Linked DNA regions of Mus musculus: regions 1, 3, 4, 5 and 6 are each linked to region 2. A link is a contact called in public Hi-C, HiChIP or PLAC-seq and promoter capture Hi-C data. All regions are on one chromosome and are shown on one strand. Each heading gives the region's core, a stretch centred on a gene start, on an enhancer-like site or on the middle of the called end of the contact. The rest is flanking DNA. Distances are from core to core; before and after follow the strand shown. Region 1 overlaps Fam169b (family with sequence similarity 169, member B). Region 2 holds the start of Synm (synemin, intermediate filament protein). Region 3 overlaps Adamts17 (a disintegrin-like and metallopeptidase (reprolysin type) with thrombospondin type 1 motif, 17). Region 4 overlaps Fam169b (family with sequence similarity 169, member B). Region 5 has its middle 16 kb from the start of Gm16158. Region 6 overlaps Fam169b (family with sequence similarity 169, member B).

Region 1 (2,700 bases), core at 24-2,523, 530 kb before region 2:
ACTAAAAACATGAAAATACCCTAGTATCAGTAAGACGGAGCGTGTGCGTGTGTGCATGTGTGTGTGTGCATGTGCGTGTGTGCGTGTGCGCGTGCGCGCGCGCGCGCGCGTGTGTGTGTGTGTGTGTGTGTGTGTGTGTGTGGCAGTCCTGAAGACGGAAAAGGAGCCCTGTGGTAGGACAATTGCTCAGCGTGGAACTAGAACCACATATCTCCCAGGACCCAAAGGACAAAGAAAAATAACCTCTCACCACTGTGATGCATTCATTGTATGCCAATAGATGACAGTTCTCAGACCCAACCAAACATCAGGGCTCTCCTAGTGACTTCAGGCACTTCTATACAAAAACCACATCCCCTACGGGTCTTCACCTGTTACATTTTAAATAAACTTCTGAAGAGGAACAAATGGCTTTCTAGCCTGCATGTGAGTTTCGTGAAGAGCAAGTGGGTAGAGAGGAAGGAACCCAGAGTCTCAGTGAGGAAGCCGGGTTATGGACTCAGCTGCAGCCCCACTGCTCAAGAACTTGGCTCATCGTTCTGATGGGCAGCCCCTGAGAATAGGTGGAGTTTGTATTAGTCGGGGTTCTCTAGAGTCACAAAACTTACTGGAATGACTAACAGTCTGCAGTCCAACTAACCCAACAATGGGCAGCTGTGAATAGGAAGTCCAAGAATCTAGAAGTCGCTCAGTCCCATGAGGCTAAGTGTCTCAGCTGGTCTTCTGTACAAGCTGGAATCCTGAAGAAGGTTCCAACAGATGTGCTGGCCAGCAAGTGCAAACTGGCGAAGAATAAACCCTTCCTTCTTCCATTGTCCTTCTGTAGGCCTCCAGCAGAAGGTGTGGCCCAGATTAAAGATGTGTACCACCAGGCCTGGACCTAAGCTTTTTTTTTTTTTTTTTTTTTAATTCAGAGATCCACTTGCCTCTGTCTCCTGGAATTAAAGGCGTGTACCACCTTGCCTGAGCCTAGCCCATCATGGCCACTGTTCCTCAAGATCTGGATCAAAGACCTGTCTCTTCCAGTTCCAAGATCTGGATCACAGGTGTGCCCTCTGTTTTTGGATTGCAGCTCATTCCGGGTGGAGTTGACAAGCAGGAACAGCCATCGCAGAGTTCAACAGGCTCCTCTGACCTGAGAGGATTTGCTAAGGGGAAACATCTGCTTCTCAACAACTGGAAGCGCACCTCGATAACTGCCTTTTACAGAGTGCCAGACTTGTGTGTCTAAATTAAGGCTGAGAAGTACAGGAAGCAGAATGCTGATGCTTGCATGGAGTTACTGTTACTGTGTTACTGTGACGGAATAGAAAGGAAACATGATATCTTGTGGGGGTTTTTTGGATAAACAATGTTTCTAAAGTATGAGAGGATGGGGGAAGGGTAGTGGTGTGTTTTCACGTGATCACATCAAAGTCCTGGTGAAACCTCACACTGGCAGAGGGACCCAGTTTCCAAAGGGCTTTTACGCGTACAACTTGTGTGAAATGTGTATCAACCCCACAGAGTCCATAAAGCACAGTGCACTGACCGTTTGTCCAGTGAGGGAAAAGAGATTCAAAGGTTAATTAGTAATGAAGTAAAAACTCAAATCCAGACCTTGAGATTTCCTGCAGAGCTCTGATGACTCGCCTCCCACCATTTTAAAGCTTTTTATTTTGTAGGTATTAAGTATTCGCCTACATCTATACCTGATGTCCACAGAGGCCAGAAGAGGGCATGAGAACCGCTGGGACTTGGGTTACAGATAGTTACGAGTCAGGCCAGGTGCTAGGAGTCAAACCCAGGCCCTCTGCATCAGCAGTGGTTAGTCTCAACAGTCGAGCTAGCTCACCAGGTCTCCCTACTAATTAATATTGAATCAACCACTCACTTTAAATGTCAGTTCATGGCGGCCCTAGTTCTGAGGATGCTGAACTTGCAAACTATTCATAGAAACACTGGTCACAAAAGACCAAAGCAAAAGGCAACTCCAGCGTCCACTGGCAGAGGAGAGGTGCTCTACACACACAGCATGGGATGTAGTTCAGCTTTAAAAGGGAAGGGAATTTAGGGGCAACTGACGTGAACAGAACTTGAGGCCACTGCACTGAGGGCAATAAGCCAGTCATAAAAGAAAAAAGGAATATTCTACTTCCATTTTCATGGGCTACCTACACTAGTGCAAGTTCTTCAGCTACACTGCCGCTGCCTTCAGACACAGCAGAAGAGGGCATCAGATCTCATTACAGATGGTTGTGAGCCACCACCTGTTGCTGGGATTTGAACTCAGGACCTCTGGAAAAACCAGTCAGTGCTCTTAACCACTGAGCCAGTAAATGAACTTCACCAGGCGTGGCCTTTAATCCCAGCAATCCGGAGGCAGGTGGGTCTCTGAGTTCAAGGACAGTTTAGTCTACAGAATGAGTTCTAGGCCAGGCAGGGCTTATTACACAGAGAAACATTGTTGCAGGCAGGGGAGGGGGTTGGACGGAGTATCTGGCCTCTGCCTTCAAGTTTAGTTTTTAATGGGAATCACAATACATCTCCATAATTATTTCAGATAGTTTCATTGTGGTTACCATTTGGCCATGTACAGTTGTGGGACTGTAAGCACATCTGTACCACTGTGCCGTCCTCACTACTCCTCCCCCATCTCAGACCGAAAGAGCACCCTCCACATTCCGGATTCTAACACTTCTCCAGCGCCCTGCAGCCAGT
Region 2 (2,700 bases), core at 76-2,575:
GGACCAAAGTGTTGATGTGCCCCTGTGGATGGGAGAACGGAAGAACAGAGTCCAGGGCTCCCAGGCCAATGCCTTGGTGCTGAATACCCCCCACCCCCCTACTTAGGGCCACCTGTGCCTATTCCTGCGCTCTGTAATGCTACTGACTCTGGCTACCATCCTTTGTAACTGTCGTGTAATGCAATGAGATGCAAGTATGCACAAACTGAGAGAGCTGTGGTTTCTATGGCAATTAAACTAAGTGCTTTAAGGGCACACTGCTGAAAGAAGAGACAGCGGCCCCCCTCCCAGGCTGTCATAATGGGGGTGTGTATAAGGCAGTTGCAAAAGTCTGGAGAGATGGTAGGTGTCTAGAATGTTCTGTGCTCAGAGCACTTCAAAGTCTTTCTAGGTTCTTTCTCCACCAGAATGATGCTAATATTGCAAAGCATAAAGTCCCATGAAGGTGGTTTGTGCAAGTAAGAAGGTAACAGCGTTTCCCACTCTGCGTGGAAAGGAAATCTTACCTAAACATATAATATTGGCAAATGGAGATGCATTCATGCCAGAAGTTAAAAATGTATATGTAGGGCTGAAGACATGACTCAGTGGTTAGGGGCACTGGCAGCAGAGCATGTGGTTTCAATTCTCAGTACCCACATTTTGGCTAACAACTGCCTTTAACTCCAGTTTCACGGGGATTTGACGCCCTCTTCTGGCGTCTGTGTGCACCGTCGTGGTACAAATACATGCAGGCAAAACACTCACACACATAAAAAATAAAAGCAAAATTACTGAAATGGTCTTAGTTTAAAAAACATAACAGGTATATGTGTATATACGGATGTGCAATATACATGCGCAAAGTTGTTTTGTGGTGGTGGATATTGATATCCAGGCCTGGCATATTCTTTATCTGGCAAGCTCTTTATTGTTGAACTATAACTCTAGTTTAAAGAATACACCTCCTGCCCCTCATCTCCAGAGCAACCAATTAGAAGCTTCCTCTACGAAAAGGATCTCTCATTTAATGGCAACTATTTTTCATTAAAGAAAGCTGGGACTCAGGGGTGCCTTAGTTGCGCCCTAGGAGTAGCAACGGGGAGCCTCATAAGGTGTCCCAGATAGCCAGCACGCAGTAATCCGACAACCCACGTGGGATTACCCTGGGCCACCAGGGGGGCCAGTGCTGGGCAGCCTCGCCATGGCCCGATCTGTCCGGCAGGGGGCGCTGTCCGGCCGCAGTGGCCGCGCGGGCCGCGTCCTGATTGGCTGGAGGCGATGGCCCAAGTCCACAGCCGCGCGACCGGGCCACTAAGTGGGGAAGCTCGCCAGTCGGTGCGCCAGTCCAAGGGCCTCCGAGGCAGCGGCGCGGCGGGCGCGGCGCGGCGGGGCGGAGGGGACAAGATCAGGGCAGGAGGCAAGCGGCTAATCGAAAGGGTCCGGCACACCCAGCAAGATGCTGTCCTGGCGGCTGCAGACGGGCTCTGAAAAGGCGGAGCTGCAGGAGCTCAACGCCCGGCTTTACGACTACGTGTGCCGGGTGCGAGAGCTGGAGCGCGAGAACCTGCTACTGGAGGAGGAGTTGCGCAGCCGGCTGAGCCGGGAGGACCGCTGGGCTGAGGATCAGGCACTCTACGCCGAGGAGGCGCGCAGCCTACGACAGCAGCTAGATGAACTGAACTGGTCCACAGCCCTGGCCGAGGGCGAGCGCGACGCGCTGCGGAGGGAACTGCTGGAGCTGCAGCGGGAGGGTGTGGAAGCCGGCACTGCCCGCAGCCGCCTGGATGCCGAGCTGGGAGCGCAACGGCGGGAGCTAGAGGAGGCTCTGGGCGCGCGCGCCGCCCTCGAGGCGCTGCTGGGCCGGCTGGAAACTGAGCGCCGCGACTTGGACGCTGCCCACGAACGCCAAGTGCGAGATCTACGAGCCCGCGCTGCCAGCCTCACCATGCACTTCCGAGCCCGCGCCACCAGCCCCGCCGCGCCCCCGCCGCGCCTGCGGGACGTGCACGACAGCTACGCCCTGCTGGTGGCCGAGTCGTGGAGGGAGAGCGTGCAGCTGTACGAGGACGAGGTGCGCGAGCTGGAGCAGGCGCTGCGCCGCGGCCAAGAGAGCCGGCTCCAGGCGGAGGACGAGGCGCGGCTGTGCGCGCAGGAGGCAGACGCGCTGCGGAACCAGGCGCTGGAGTTGGAGCAGCTGCGCGCGAGGCTGGAGGATGAGCTGCTGCGGATGCGCGAGGAGTACGGGATGCAGGCGGAGGAGCGGCAGGTCCGTGGGCAGGGACCGCGCCCCTTCCCTAATAGCCTGTACACGCACCCCTGTGCACCCAGTAGGCGAGCAGCAGGGGTTCCCGGGACACCCAGCTGGTTCAGCCCCACCCAGGGAAGCGTACGCTGCCAGCAGCTTTGCTATTTATGAAGCGACGGGATTCTGGCATATAGCTAGTCTAAGAATAAGGGGTTGGTGCAATGATCCTTAAATCGGAGGACTGACGCCATGTGACAGGTCCCGGTGGCTAGCCTAGTGCCCATCATCCTGTTAGTTGGATTACCTTTAGATCCAGACGTGTCTAGGCACATCCTGATCAACGATCCTGTTAGTTCTGTTTTTGTTCTCTCCTCTCCTCTCCTCTCCTCTCCTCTCCTCTCCTCTCCTCTCCTCTCCTCTCCTCTCTTCTTTTCTTTTTCTTTTTCCTGCGCTTTTGTAGAGCTTGTAGCCTG
Region 3 (2,700 bases), core at 37-2,536, 900 kb after region 2:
CAGCCCAATCAGAAGTGTAAACGGAACGACAGCAGGATATATGAGACATGGATGAGAGGAGGCTTCTGGGGGATAAAGATTTAATTAAGGATGGGGTGGTTAATTGATAGAGTGGGCTTGGGTGGCGCTTACAATACAAAGGATGTGCTTTAAAAAGCCTAATAGAAACCCACTAGTTAGTAAGCGAATTTTAAAATATAATTCTTCAAAAGGAATTTGAATGAAGGTACCCTGCATGGATACACAATATACTACCAGAAGACATGGGCTATTAAATAAAAATTGCAGTGCCAGGCATGTACCTCCCTATGACTTACTGGGCACAGAAGCCCCAGGGGCTCCGAAGCAATACAGGCTATCACCACTGCTCTTGGTTAGCCACCAGAGCACGTGGTAAGACAACACAAAGTTTGGCTGCAGGACATAGAGAAATCCATTTCAAATCAGTCAGGAAAACTCCTCCTTGCTAGCCAGCTTCCACAGTGCCAGAAGGTTCTATCCGGTCTGCTGGGGGAGAAAAGACATCCCTGCATGTGACAACACCGACCCTCCAAGTACGAATCACCTATGTATGCAATAGTGGCGTGATAGCTATGAGCCAATCGGCTGTTTTCTGATTGGGTTTCAGGCCTGCTCCATAGAAAGTAATCTGTGCCTGATGCTGTAAACCTGAACAAACAGGCATGGCTAGCAAGGTCAGGGGCCCTAGAGTGGGACCTATTAGTATTTAGCTAAATGGTCCTCTGATAAATTGCCTTCAAATCATGTTTATAGTCACAGTCCTGAGCTGCTTTTGGATTCAGTTAGAGATGCTTTTCGCGGTGCAGTCTGTGCAAATCCGAGTCAATGCACTGACTTGTAGCTGATCAAGGTGCTGAGAATGAATGACTGTGGGTACTCAGTCCTAGGTGGAGCATCTTTATCTCACTGTCATGGAGGCTCGGGGAACACGGTGAAGAGGGAAGCATAAAAGCACGTGAAGAGGCGGGGACTGGGAAGGAGTACTTTCTCCTGGATCAGACCTGGCTACTCCTCTCAGGAACGCATAGGATGTGTGGTTCTCTGCACAAGTTCAAGCCAGCTGAACCTGCAGCTTGGAGAGGAACTTATAAGACCCCACCTCTTACTGAAGAATGATTGGGAGTGAATGGCTACCCAGGGAGTGAGAATAATAATTCTCAGTGGTAACTGGTAAATTATCCATGCTTCAGTAGGTACTCCTACACGTACCCACACATGGGAAGTACTAATTGGACTTACTTGGCGACGTACGGAAGTATCCTTTGGAGCTAGACAGATGGCTCAGCAATTAAAAGCATCAGCTACTGTCCAGAGAATCTGTTTGAGCCTCAGCACCCTCATGGCAGTGTGTGTAACTCCAGTTTCAATAGGGTTGACACTCTCTTCTCGCTTTCAAATGTACCAGGCATGGATGTACATACAGACATATATGCAAGCAAAATACACATATGCATAAAGTAAACTTCATTTTTTAAATGTTTTTTAAAGGACTCTCCTCTGAACCAGACTGCATCTTCATGATTCAGCTGTGCCTGCTAGCAAGAGATTATCACAACCAGGCATGCTAACCGCTGCCTTTCCGTCATCAAAGGAGGTTGTGAGGAGGGCCACTGGAACCCTCCCTGGAGTAGCCAGCTACTCCTCCCAGTCAGTTATATGTAAGCCTATCCTAATTGCAAGTGGCCTCTGGGAGGCTGGGGAGGACCAGGCAGGGGGCTCCATGGACGGAGCTATAGGAAAGCTATCATCCGTACAAGGCGCAGACTCTCCAGTGTGGCTGCTTTAGAGTAAGTAGCCCTTTCTTCTGCTTGCAACTCTCACCCAGTCTTTGTAAGCAATCCTTAATAAGCACCTTGGTTTCCCAGGATGAACTTAGACGGACTCAAACTTTGGTTTGTAATTGGAACCTTATGAGGCCAAGGGTAGGTTAGATATTGCTTAGACACACCCCCTCGCTGGCAGAAAATCCTCTATTTTAAAAAAGAGGGGAGGAAGACATGAAGCCGGGGAGTGGAGTGTGTGTTGGGGCGAAATGAGGGAGTGTCAGAAGAGGGAAATGGGCGTGGCTATGACCCTATTTTATTGTATACATGTGTCACATTCTCAAAGAACACATTTTTGAAATTGTTTAAAGAACTAACTGAGGTTTGAGCTGCCACCCAAGATACACATGTTGTAATCTGAGTCCAGTAAAACTGTTTCTACTAAGACATTCTCCAGAGGAACAGAACCCGATGTCTCCACAATACGATGTTTACAACATCCAGAGCACAATCCAAAATTACTTGACATGCCAAGAATTGGGAGCATGTGACCTACTTTCAAGAGGAAAAGACAATGGATAGGAAACCAAATGTCCCAGATGTTAGGGTAGCACGCAGGAACGCTCAAGTAGCAATTATCACCATGCCCAAGGATTTGAAGGAAAATGTGCTCGTGATGGACGAAAAGACTAAAATCCTCGGCAGAGATACGGGGACTACGAAAAAGACTGAAAAAAAAAAATGTCACATGAGCATGCTCTCCAGTCACTATACACAGAATTCTAAATCATCATTTTAAATGGCTAAGAATCTGTACGGGTTATAGTCTAAGTGGGTTATAAGAATACCATGTGTTGTGGTCATTTGAGCTACTATGGGAGAAAGCCATTCCTTCAAACCCAGTAGACCCATCTCT
Region 4 (2,700 bases), core at 78-2,577, 570 kb before region 2:
CCCCAGGTTTATGTTTAATACCAGACCCAAATCGTCCTCATCATCTTCAACACCATCACCTGTAGCTGCGGGATCTCAGCTTCATTTCCTGGGAGATCTCGGCCATTCAGCCTTCTTTGAGATTCAGTTCAGGGGAGGAGAGACTGAGTGAGCTCTAAAACACTGTCTGTTATTATCGTTGTATGTCTATGTGTTCTCTCTCTCTCTCTCTGTCTTTCACACACACACACACACACACACACACACACACACATACACATACATACATGCACCATGCGCACACATGCACATTAGGACAAGATGTACATGTGTAGACACATGGTACACATATGGCGGCCACAGGACAACTTTGTGGAGTCAGTTCTTTCCTTCCACCTTAACATGGAGTCGGGGGAATCGAACTTAGGTCATCAGGCCGCCACGGCAACCACTTTTACCCACTGATCCACCATACTGACACACTTTAAAAACAGTTAATAAGGCAGCTTGCAATGCCATAACATCCGGCACCAAGGGTCCAGGGTCCACAAACTTCCTCGTTGGTGCAGAATGTGAAGATATGTCACCCTCATCTGGAGCCAGCTCTTAGAAGAGGAAGGCACGTTCAGATCTGACGGATTCCCTTTCTATCTCAGACAGTGGCAGCCAGATGAAGTTCAGCTTTGAGACAAGCTGGTCTCAGAGCTAATGGGTATCATCTGGGAGGCTGTGTTTTTTTTTCAACTTATGAAACCAGAGGGAAAGTGGAGTAGAGAGCAGACTCCATGTGGCAGAGGGGAAGCATCCAATCAAACACTGGCAAGAGAAGAAGGCAGAAAAGGGAGTGTGCTTAATTTGTCCAATTCCATTACAGGAAGGAAAAAATGCGTGACATGTGATTTTGACTTATAAGCATTTCCGAAAACATCAAACTAAGATCCATTTCTAAGCTCTCACTGGGACCACTAATTACATTAACAAAGAGAGCATTAAAGACGCTTTTTCTAGTAATTTGTGAAAAATAAGTCGCTAAGAAAAAAACCTATTAAAAAAAAAAAAAAGCAAGCAAAGACAAAGCCTTACCAACAAGTACGGGGTGGGGTGAGAGCACAGAATGTCACAGCGCACGTTGTTAAGTTCTTTCTATTCAGAACATAAACAACTGTACAGCGCACACTCAGAAACTCAGAGGTGGGCTCCTAATCTAAACTTGGAAGGGATGGGAAGTGAGAAAAGCAACCACTCTCATTCTGGAACATTCTATCAGAGTCTGATCAGCACTCAGCACCAGCACCAGCAGTCACCAAATAGCCACTGTGCCCACAAAGGGCCTGGGGCAACATGCGTCGTGTTCCTTTGCTGAGTCTCGAGGCAGCACTAGTTTTCTGGAAGAAAACCTTGCAGAACATCTATAATAACATCTACCGAGTCTACTGAATCCGGGTGTAATTTTTTTAAACAGGCAGCTTACAGAATGGGAAAAGAGCCGTGCATGTTTCTTAATCACAAATATGTGACAAATGGCTCGCACCGAGAATATGTGGGAAACACATTTCAACAACAAAAGTTCAAATATCCCAGTCTAAAAGTGGGCTCAGGAAGGATCAACAGGCATTCTTCCAAGAAGAGCATATGTCTTAGTTAGGGTTTTACTGCTGTGAACAGACACCATGACCAAGGCAAAACTTATTAAAAAACATTTAGTTGAAGCTGGCTTACAGGTTCAGAGATTCAGTCCTTTATCACCAAAGTGGGAGCATGGCAGCATCCAGGCAGGCATTGTGCAGGCAGAGATGAGAGTTCTACATCTTCATCTGAAGGCTGCTAGCAGAATACTGACTTCCAGGCAGCTAGGATGAAGATTTTAAAGTTACAGTGACCCACCTACTCAACAGGGTCATAGTGCTATTCCCTGGGCAGAGCACATACAGACCATCACAACATACAAATGGCCCATGAACATAAAGAAGGATGCTCAGTATCCTTAGCCATCAGGGACTGCACATCCACACATCAACAGGGTACCACTTCACACCTACAGGATGATGTATGAGCTCCTGGTCTGCTGCTGTGGTGAAAACACCATTACCTCAAGCACCTTAAGGAAGAAAAGGGTTATTGTGCCTTAAAGTTCCAGAAGGACAGAGGATATCATGGTGGGAAAGAGATGGTGACAGGTCGGGGAAAGCAAGACAGCAGGAGCAGGAAACTGGCTGGTCACATTAAACCCAGACATGGGAAGCAGAGAGAGACAGAGACACAGACTCAGAGACAGACAGGCAGACAGACAGACAGACAGACAGACAGACAGAGAACAGGATGTGGGACAGGATCCTAAAACCTCAATGCCCTCCTCCAGTGACATGTTTCAGCAAAGCTCTATTTCTTAAAGGTTCCATAACCCCACACACAGCACAATTAACTGGGGGTCAAGTGTTCAAGTACTTGGAACTGTGGGGGACATTCCCATGCCCACCACAGATGGAGACTAGAGGAAGTATACGACAGTTCATATTGCTGAGGACATGGAGAGACTGAAGCCTGTGGACACTGCCGGTGGGAAAGTCAGGTGGTACAGTTACTGTGCAGGGAATCCTGGCAGTTCCTCAAAACATGAAATGGAGAGATACCAGGCTGGAGAGATACCAGGCTGGAGAGATTAAAGCGGTTAAAGGCACTAACTGCTCTTCCAGAGGCCCTGAGTTCAATTCCCAGCAACCA
Region 5 (2,700 bases), core at 103-2,602, 610 kb before region 2:
CAGCTATGTGCACCCCAAGGCAGGCTTGGAGAAGCAAGCAGCCTCCAGGCCGCCCATTGGGTGCCTCGTGCTCTTTGAGAGAATTTGTGACCGAGTTTATTTACTTAAAATAATTAATTTTGTTACTAATATGACTTTAGTAACAAAATTATAAAACTGTGAAATCTGTGCTCCTGTTGCATGCTTAACATTTTTATCAGTGAAAGGAGGTGGGAGGGAGAAAGGAGGAAGAAGAACGTGGAGGGAGGAGGAGACAAGAGGGGAAAGAGGACAGAGGGGGACAAGAAGAGGCGGCTGGAGGCCCCATTCAGAAGTCTCCACTATATTTAATCTTGTCACATCATTCAAATGTGGGATACGGGTTGGTCCTGCCTAACCCCTTTTTAAAACAGATGCATTCTGTTGCACTAACACAGACGCTGGGGGTTGGGGGGGGGGGGAGTGGGGCGGGGAGGAGGGAGAAGGGGAGGGGAGAAGAGGCGGAGGGCGGGGAGGGAGTGGTACGTTGACACTCACTATTTCTTCCCCTGGGGCGAAGGGAAATACATAGTGTTATTAAGGACACATGCCGGTGGCTGGTGGGAGGGTTCATAAACAGTGTCTTCTTGGACTTTGCAAGATGAGGGTGAGAACCCCAGAGCGTGCCCCGGTGGCCTTGGTTTGTACGATGCTGCCATCGTGTGGCAACTGCAGGTATTGCTCCCGGAACCCAGGAGCGCATGCGAGCACAGCTTGGTTTATGTTACTGTTTTGGTTTTTTAGTTTGCTTGCTTGCTTGCTTGCTTGCTTGCTTGCTTGCTTGCTTGCTTGCTTGCTTGCTTGCTTGCTTGCTTGCTTGCTTGCTTGCTTGCTTGCTTGCTTGCTTGTTTGTTTGTTTGTTTGTTTGTTTGTTTTGAATGATGGGTCAACTAAGCTGGCAACCAAGTTTTTGAGGGAAATGAGATTTAAATGCTGCTATCTGCTCTGAGTCTCCTCCAGGACACGTTCCAAGCCACATGATGTGAGCCTTCGCTAGCTGAGGCAGAGATGTGTCTCAGCGGGGTGGTCAGAAGGTTCTATATAAAAGGCAGTCTCCAGCATGGGACTTGTAAGATATCACCTGAGCTTCTCCTTGTTCCAGGGTTGGACTCCGTGTTCAGAGTCCCTGAGGTCCTCTGCGCGCAGAGTCAAAGTTTTCTTAGACGATATATATGTTAGAAGTGGTCTGGGTCCCAGAGCTAGGGGGTGGGTGCCTGGGGGTTCCACGGCGTCCAAACGCACAGCTACGGCATCTCAGGAAGAGTGGCAGACAAACATAATCACAGACAGAACTAGGAACCGAACAGACAGGAAGAAGAAAACCTGCAAGTCACGATATGACTTCATGGTTACCACTACTGCGGCAGGTGGTGGTGCCACTATCGGCTGGTGCCAACACAGTCACAGGCGGGGCCACCAGCTGACCTTCTGTGGCCCACGTGGTAGGGAATGTGAGCCCAGAAATGACAATGGGACAAACATGGAGGTGCTACCAGTTTGGGGCAAGATGGGGGGATGGATGGTCAGCATCACCGAGCCTCAGCTCTTAAAGCAAATGCCAAGAAGAAAGAAGTGCAATCCTGTCTGGAGATGACTCTGGATGGAGTGTGGAGTCACCTGGACTGCATTCTCTGCCATTCAATAGGGCAGAGCCTGTGACATAGATGAAGCATGGTGGGCAGGGATTCTAGTCTCAATTACACACCCCTGAGGGCAAACTCTGCAGGTCAGAAATAAACAGACCTTTAGGATCCTATTCGGATCCGTCCTAAGACAACCCTCCCATGCTAGGATCTGAGACGCTCCAGTCTCATATAAAATGCTGTATTTGCATAGAATTTGCACGAACTCTCCCGAAGACTAGGCTATTGCTAGGTGACACCCAGAATCTGATGCTTAAATGGCGTGTGGATAGTTGTTAAACTGCATCACTGGGGGACATAACGACAGGGGAGAACGGGCTTTCGTGTTTGGTCGCACCGGCAGCTTTTTATGGCATGCTTTCCGGGAGTTGTTGAGTGCACAGACGGGGAAACAGTAAATGAAGAGTGGCCTGCACAGTCAAGAATGAGGCGGATGGAACATTTACCGAGTAAAGGCTTCCGTGTCTGGAATTAACCCTTCGAGCTCTCAGGGGATCCTCATGGGGCTGTTGGTCCATACACATCCAGCAAAGTCCCTGAGGCTTGGGACTGCAGTGTCTGCAGGGCCAATGTTATCTATCAAAAGGCAGCGGGCAGGCCTTTAGAATCAAAACTTGATCTTTTTTTTTCCTAACATAGAAACTGTAGAATCCTGTAGAATTCAGGAAACTGAGGCAGAAGGTGGGCTGGTACAAGACCAATTAGGGTTAGAAAGGTCAAAAACAGAAAAAGCACAGCTTTAATCCCAGCACTTGGGAGGCAGAGGTGGACAAATCTGAGTTCAAGGCCAGCCTGGTCGACAGAGTGAATGGGCGCCAGGGCAGCCAGGGCTGTGCAGAGAAGAAGAAAAAGAAAAGAAACATTGTCTCAAAAGAAAGAGCAAGAAACCCTAAGTATTTATTTTTATTTTTAAAATGAATCATCATGGTGTTGCTTATGGACTCCATGTCCCCACATCCCAGACCCCCCCCCCCCCAACCCCCAGCCCCTGCCATGCCATCTCAGAGGGCCAGGCCCTGGGCAGTCATGGCTATTGTAC
Region 6 (2,700 bases), core at 77-2,576, 540 kb before region 2:
CAAGTCTGACCTAAAAAAAAAAAAAAAAAAAAAGGCAAATGAAATTACTGTTCTGCTCTCTCACGTCACTGAGGCAGGGGAATGACTTGCAATTACTCAGCCAAGTGCTCACAGAAGGAGCCCTGTTAGCAGGATGCAGGAAGAGCAGAGAAGAAAGCTTTAGCCACCCTGGATATGGTCTTGCGTTCTCTCTCTCTCTCTCTCTTTCTCTCTTTCTCTCTCTCTCTCTCTCTCTTTCTCTCTCTCTCTCTGACTCCTTCTCCATCCTGGACCTCCATAGACCTCAACCTGCAAGGCTGACAGCCTCACTCCACCTCACACAGACAACTATGGTGCCGTTCTCATCTTCTCGAGAGCCCTGGTAGCCTGGAGTAGATTGAGCCCAGGCTGTACCCCCCCCCCATAGATGTTCCTGCTGTCTGTGACCCTGGTACCAGCTCTGAAAGCAGCCTTGAAAATGTGTCCTCTGTCTGAGCCCTCCAGGCTCAGTCCTGTCCTTAAGCCCAAAGACTCAGTCCCAGGAGGTTTTGCTAGTCATCGGGAGGAAACAGATCACCTCTGAGGGCCACATCTAAGGCCCTCTTTGTAAACATCCAACCCTCTGCTCCCAGCTCCTGACACAAGAAGGCCAATACATTCCATGACCAACTTTGTTTTGAAAACTGAGACTATAGGAAAATTAGAGAAGAATGTGCAGCTGGGCCAGGCAGGCAGGTTCTTGTAAAAAGTTTACAGCGGACCACCACCGTTATAGAGAACTGTTTCCTGGCAAATCCCGGGGGGTGGGGGTGGGGGCGTGGGGGGTGGTAAGGACTGGCAACTATCTTGGGACCTCCCTCTTTTTTTCGGAGTGACCTATCCCAGGTTTTTTAAAGCAGGCAAAAATCTCAGCATTTGAAATGATGGGGAAGGAAGATTGCAAGTTCTTGAGCCAGTCTGGGCTACACAGCAAAACCCTGGCTCAAAAAATAAATAAATAAATAAATAAATAAACAAATAAATAAATAAATAAAAATGCACGTGGAAAGGAAAAATGTAAAAATAAAGAAACACATTAACATGTTTTTAGCAGTTAACCCCACATGGCTTTGCTCCCTCCGTCTTTCGTTGTAGCCCTTAAACACCATACAAATGAACATGTGCGTTTTTTAAACCAGAAAAAAAAAAATCAGCAAGTATTTTAAATGCAACGTCAAGACAAGAAAAAAATTAATTGTGAAACAAAGAAAGTCAAGACATGTTGCCTCCTCAAACCACTTCCTCGTCGTTCCTTTCAGCCAGAGAATCTTTGGATAGCAAAAGTCCCTGCCGTGTCGGCTGCGAGGAGGCTCACTCCTGGTGAGCAGGATTCAGTGTGCCAAATAGCACCCTGCTCCCTGCCCCTGTCCCTGCCCCTGTGTCCCTACTCACTGCTAAATAGTAGAGATCCAAATAATGGGTTTCACCTAGCTCCCTTCTCTTTAGGAAAGGAGGAAGGAAGAAGTCATGTTGGCATGTCATCTCACCTTCAAACATCTTCATGTCAGCAACTTTCTGTTTCTGTTAGTAACCTTAGCCTTATCCCTTCGATGAGCATGCTGCACGTTGGGGTTTATTTTCCTAAGTTATTCATAAGTATGAGTGTTGTAACAGCAGATTGTGGAAGCTGTGTCCAAAAACAAACAAACAAACGAAAAAACCTGGGGACACAGCTCTTCTTGCATCTCTCAAGCTCCCCCTGGCCACCAGCACCCAGCGATCAGTGTCCGATGGAGCCCTGTGTCTTTCTCCTACATCACCACTAGGGGGCGCTAAGAGCACACAAGGTCAGCAAGCGCCCACTGGGGCTCAACAGCTTGAGGTCCCCCACTGGAGGGGTATTCTTCTAAGAGGGACTTGCCTGTTAGCTCCGGACCTCCAAAATCTCAAGGAAGCCATGGTTTATAACTGCATATGCCGCTGTTTTCGTTAACTCTGGTACAAAAAGACGTCCCTCTACTAGCTCTGCCTGCCAGCCAGATCACAACCATTTCTGGCAGGAGTGAAATGATCCACACTTAAAACAAATGTGGATACTGCCTACTGTGAGGAAAACAGTCTTAGACAGTCGGGGTTGGAAGAGGGCACAGCCAGGGAAGTGCAAACTTGGTAAGCAGGAGGGCCTGAGTTTACTCCCACCATAGCATACACAAAAAGACAGGTAACGAAAAACCAAACAAAAAACAAAAAACAAACCACAGCTGGGCAGTGGTGGCGCACGCCTTTAATCCTAGCACTTGGGAGGCAGAGGCAGGTGGATTTCTGAGTTCGAGGCCACCCTGGTCTAAAAAGTGAGTTCCAGGACAGCCAGGGCTATACAGAGAAACCTTGTCTCAAAAAACAAAAACAAACAAACAAAAAAGGACAGATAAGATGCGCTGGGGAAATAGTGAGAGACCTTGTCTCAAAACACAAATCGGATTGTATATTGTATATAAATGCACTCTGAGGTTGTCCTCGAGATTCATGCATGTGTACATACGCAGGCACACACATAACACATATTTTTAAATCTTGCCACAATCCCAACGAATAAAATTTCTAGTTTTCTGTGTGTCCTCTTGCAGAACCTATTCACAATGCACAGAACCTCAGCAACACAAAAATATTGTAAGTGACACAGCTTCACTCCACGTCAAATGTCAGAACTGAATCAAACCTTGGAGGGCAGACATGAGCTAC

Evidence for each region. Promoter capture Hi-C pulls out the DNA fragments that hold promoters and counts their contacts. A called contact is a pair of places that touch in the nucleus more often than the background predicts. HiChIP or PLAC-seq counts read pairs in DNA pulled down with a chosen protein or histone mark.
Region 1: a contact with region 2 is called in a promoter capture Hi-C map of cranial neural crest. The contact joins the enhancer-like site here to the promoter of Synm in region 2. A contact is called at or near these places in 4 of 39 promoter capture datasets (cranial neural crest, liver, neutrophils and 1 more), 9 of 115 datasets of contacts at active chromatin or transcription factors (craniofacial prominence, embryonic forebrain, embryonic hindbrain and 5 more) and 4 of 9 other capture datasets (adipose tissue, liver, macrophages and 1 more).
Region 3: a contact with region 2 is called in a Hi-C map of cortical neurons, with 4 times the contacts expected there. The contact joins the enhancer-like site here to the promoter of Synm in region 2. A contact is called at or near these places in 3 of 39 promoter capture datasets (hippocampal neurons, liver and pre-B cells), 3 of 484 Hi-C or Micro-C datasets (cortical neurons and embryonic stem cells), 2 of 115 datasets of contacts at active chromatin or transcription factors (pancreatic cancer cells and stem cell-derived neural progenitor cells) and 3 of 9 other capture datasets (adipose tissue, embryonic stem cells and liver).
Region 4: an H3K4me3 HiChIP or PLAC-seq map of embryonic forebrain shows a contact between it and region 2, with 6 times the contacts expected there. The contact joins the enhancer-like site here to the promoter of Synm in region 2. A contact is called at or near these places in 8 of 39 promoter capture datasets (the HPC-7 cell line, HPC-7-derived erythroid cells, cranial neural crest and 6 more), 2 of 15 datasets of contacts at CTCF or cohesin (the NIH/3T3 cell line and embryonic stem cells), 14 of 115 datasets of contacts at active chromatin or transcription factors (T-cell acute lymphoblastic leukemia, craniofacial prominence, double positive thymocytes and 8 more) and 1 of 9 other capture datasets (adipose tissue).
Region 5: a contact with region 2 is called in a promoter capture Hi-C map of hematopoietic stem and progenitor cells, with 5 times the contacts expected there. The contact joins the enhancer-like site here to the promoter of Synm in region 2. A contact is called at or near these places in 8 of 39 promoter capture datasets (the HPC-7 cell line, cranial neural crest, frontonasal cranial neural crest and 5 more), 1 of 15 datasets of contacts at CTCF or cohesin (the NIH/3T3 cell line), 8 of 115 datasets of contacts at active chromatin or transcription factors (embryonic basal ganglia, embryonic forebrain, embryonic hindbrain and 4 more) and 1 of 9 other capture datasets (liver).
Region 6: a contact with region 2 is called in a promoter capture Hi-C map of hematopoietic stem and progenitor cells, with 6 times the contacts expected there. The contact joins the enhancer-like site here to the promoter of Synm in region 2. A contact is called at or near these places in 9 of 39 promoter capture datasets (the 3T3-L1 cell line, cranial neural crest, embryonic stem cells and 6 more), 2 of 15 datasets of contacts at CTCF or cohesin (the NIH/3T3 cell line and embryonic stem cells), 4 of 484 Hi-C or Micro-C datasets (the HL-1 cell line and embryonic stem cells), 14 of 115 datasets of contacts at active chromatin or transcription factors (craniofacial prominence, double positive thymocytes, embryonic basal ganglia and 8 more) and 3 of 9 other capture datasets (adipose tissue, embryonic stem cells and pancreatic islet).

What each region holds. Positions count from the first base shown.
Region 1 is chr7:68,284,699-68,287,398 of GRCm38.p6, reverse strand. The region is part of intron 1 of Fam169b (family with sequence similarity 169, member B); the gene reads right to left. Among named protein-coding and RNA genes, the nearest start is that of Gm16157, 9.5 kb to the right of the region's middle. Within about 2 kb of position 1,273, at least 72 of the 459 cell types and tissues checked have an H3K27ac peak or open chromatin away from gene starts, as enhancers often do. A contact at or near this core is called in craniofacial prominence, embryonic limb bud and liver, where this site is marked.
Region 2 is chr7:67,758,367-67,761,066 of GRCm38.p6, reverse strand. It overlaps Synm (synemin, intermediate filament protein), which reads left to right and starts at 1,325. Exons shown (of 5, transcript NM_207663.3): 1 at 1,325-2,248. The coding sequence starts at 1,439.
Region 3 is chr7:66,857,992-66,860,691 of GRCm38.p6, reverse strand. All of the region lies in intron 3 of Adamts17 (a disintegrin-like and metallopeptidase (reprolysin type) with thrombospondin type 1 motif, 17), which reads right to left. Among named protein-coding and RNA genes, the nearest start is that of Gm33627, 20 kb to the right of the region's middle. Within about 2 kb of position 1,286, at least 16 of the 459 cell types and tissues checked have an H3K27ac peak or open chromatin away from gene starts, as enhancers often do. A contact at or near this core is called in cortical neurons, where this site is marked.
Region 4 is chr7:68,324,443-68,327,142 of GRCm38.p6, reverse strand. The region is part of intron 4 of Fam169b (family with sequence similarity 169, member B); the gene reads right to left. Among named protein-coding and RNA genes, the nearest start is that of Gm16158, 27 kb to the left of the region's middle. Within about 2 kb of position 1,327, at least 9 of the 459 cell types and tissues checked have an H3K27ac peak or open chromatin away from gene starts, as enhancers often do. A contact at or near this core is called in craniofacial prominence, where this site is marked.
Region 5 is chr7:68,367,828-68,370,527 of GRCm38.p6, reverse strand. No RefSeq gene overlaps it. Among named protein-coding and RNA genes, the nearest start is that of Gm16158, 16 kb to the right of the region's middle. Within about 2 kb of position 1,352, at least 24 of the 459 cell types and tissues checked have an H3K27ac peak or open chromatin away from gene starts, as enhancers often do. A contact at or near this core is called in hematopoietic stem and progenitor cells and memory CD8 T cells, where this site is marked.
Region 6 is chr7:68,301,862-68,304,561 of GRCm38.p6, reverse strand. It overlaps Fam169b (family with sequence similarity 169, member B), which reads right to left. Exons shown (of 9, transcript NM_001374636.1): 3 at 1-10. Among named protein-coding and RNA genes, the nearest start is that of Gm16157, 27 kb to the right of the region's middle. Within about 2 kb of position 1,326, at least 57 of the 459 cell types and tissues checked have an H3K27ac peak or open chromatin away from gene starts, as enhancers often do. A contact at or near this core is called in adipose tissue and hematopoietic stem and progenitor cells, where this site is marked.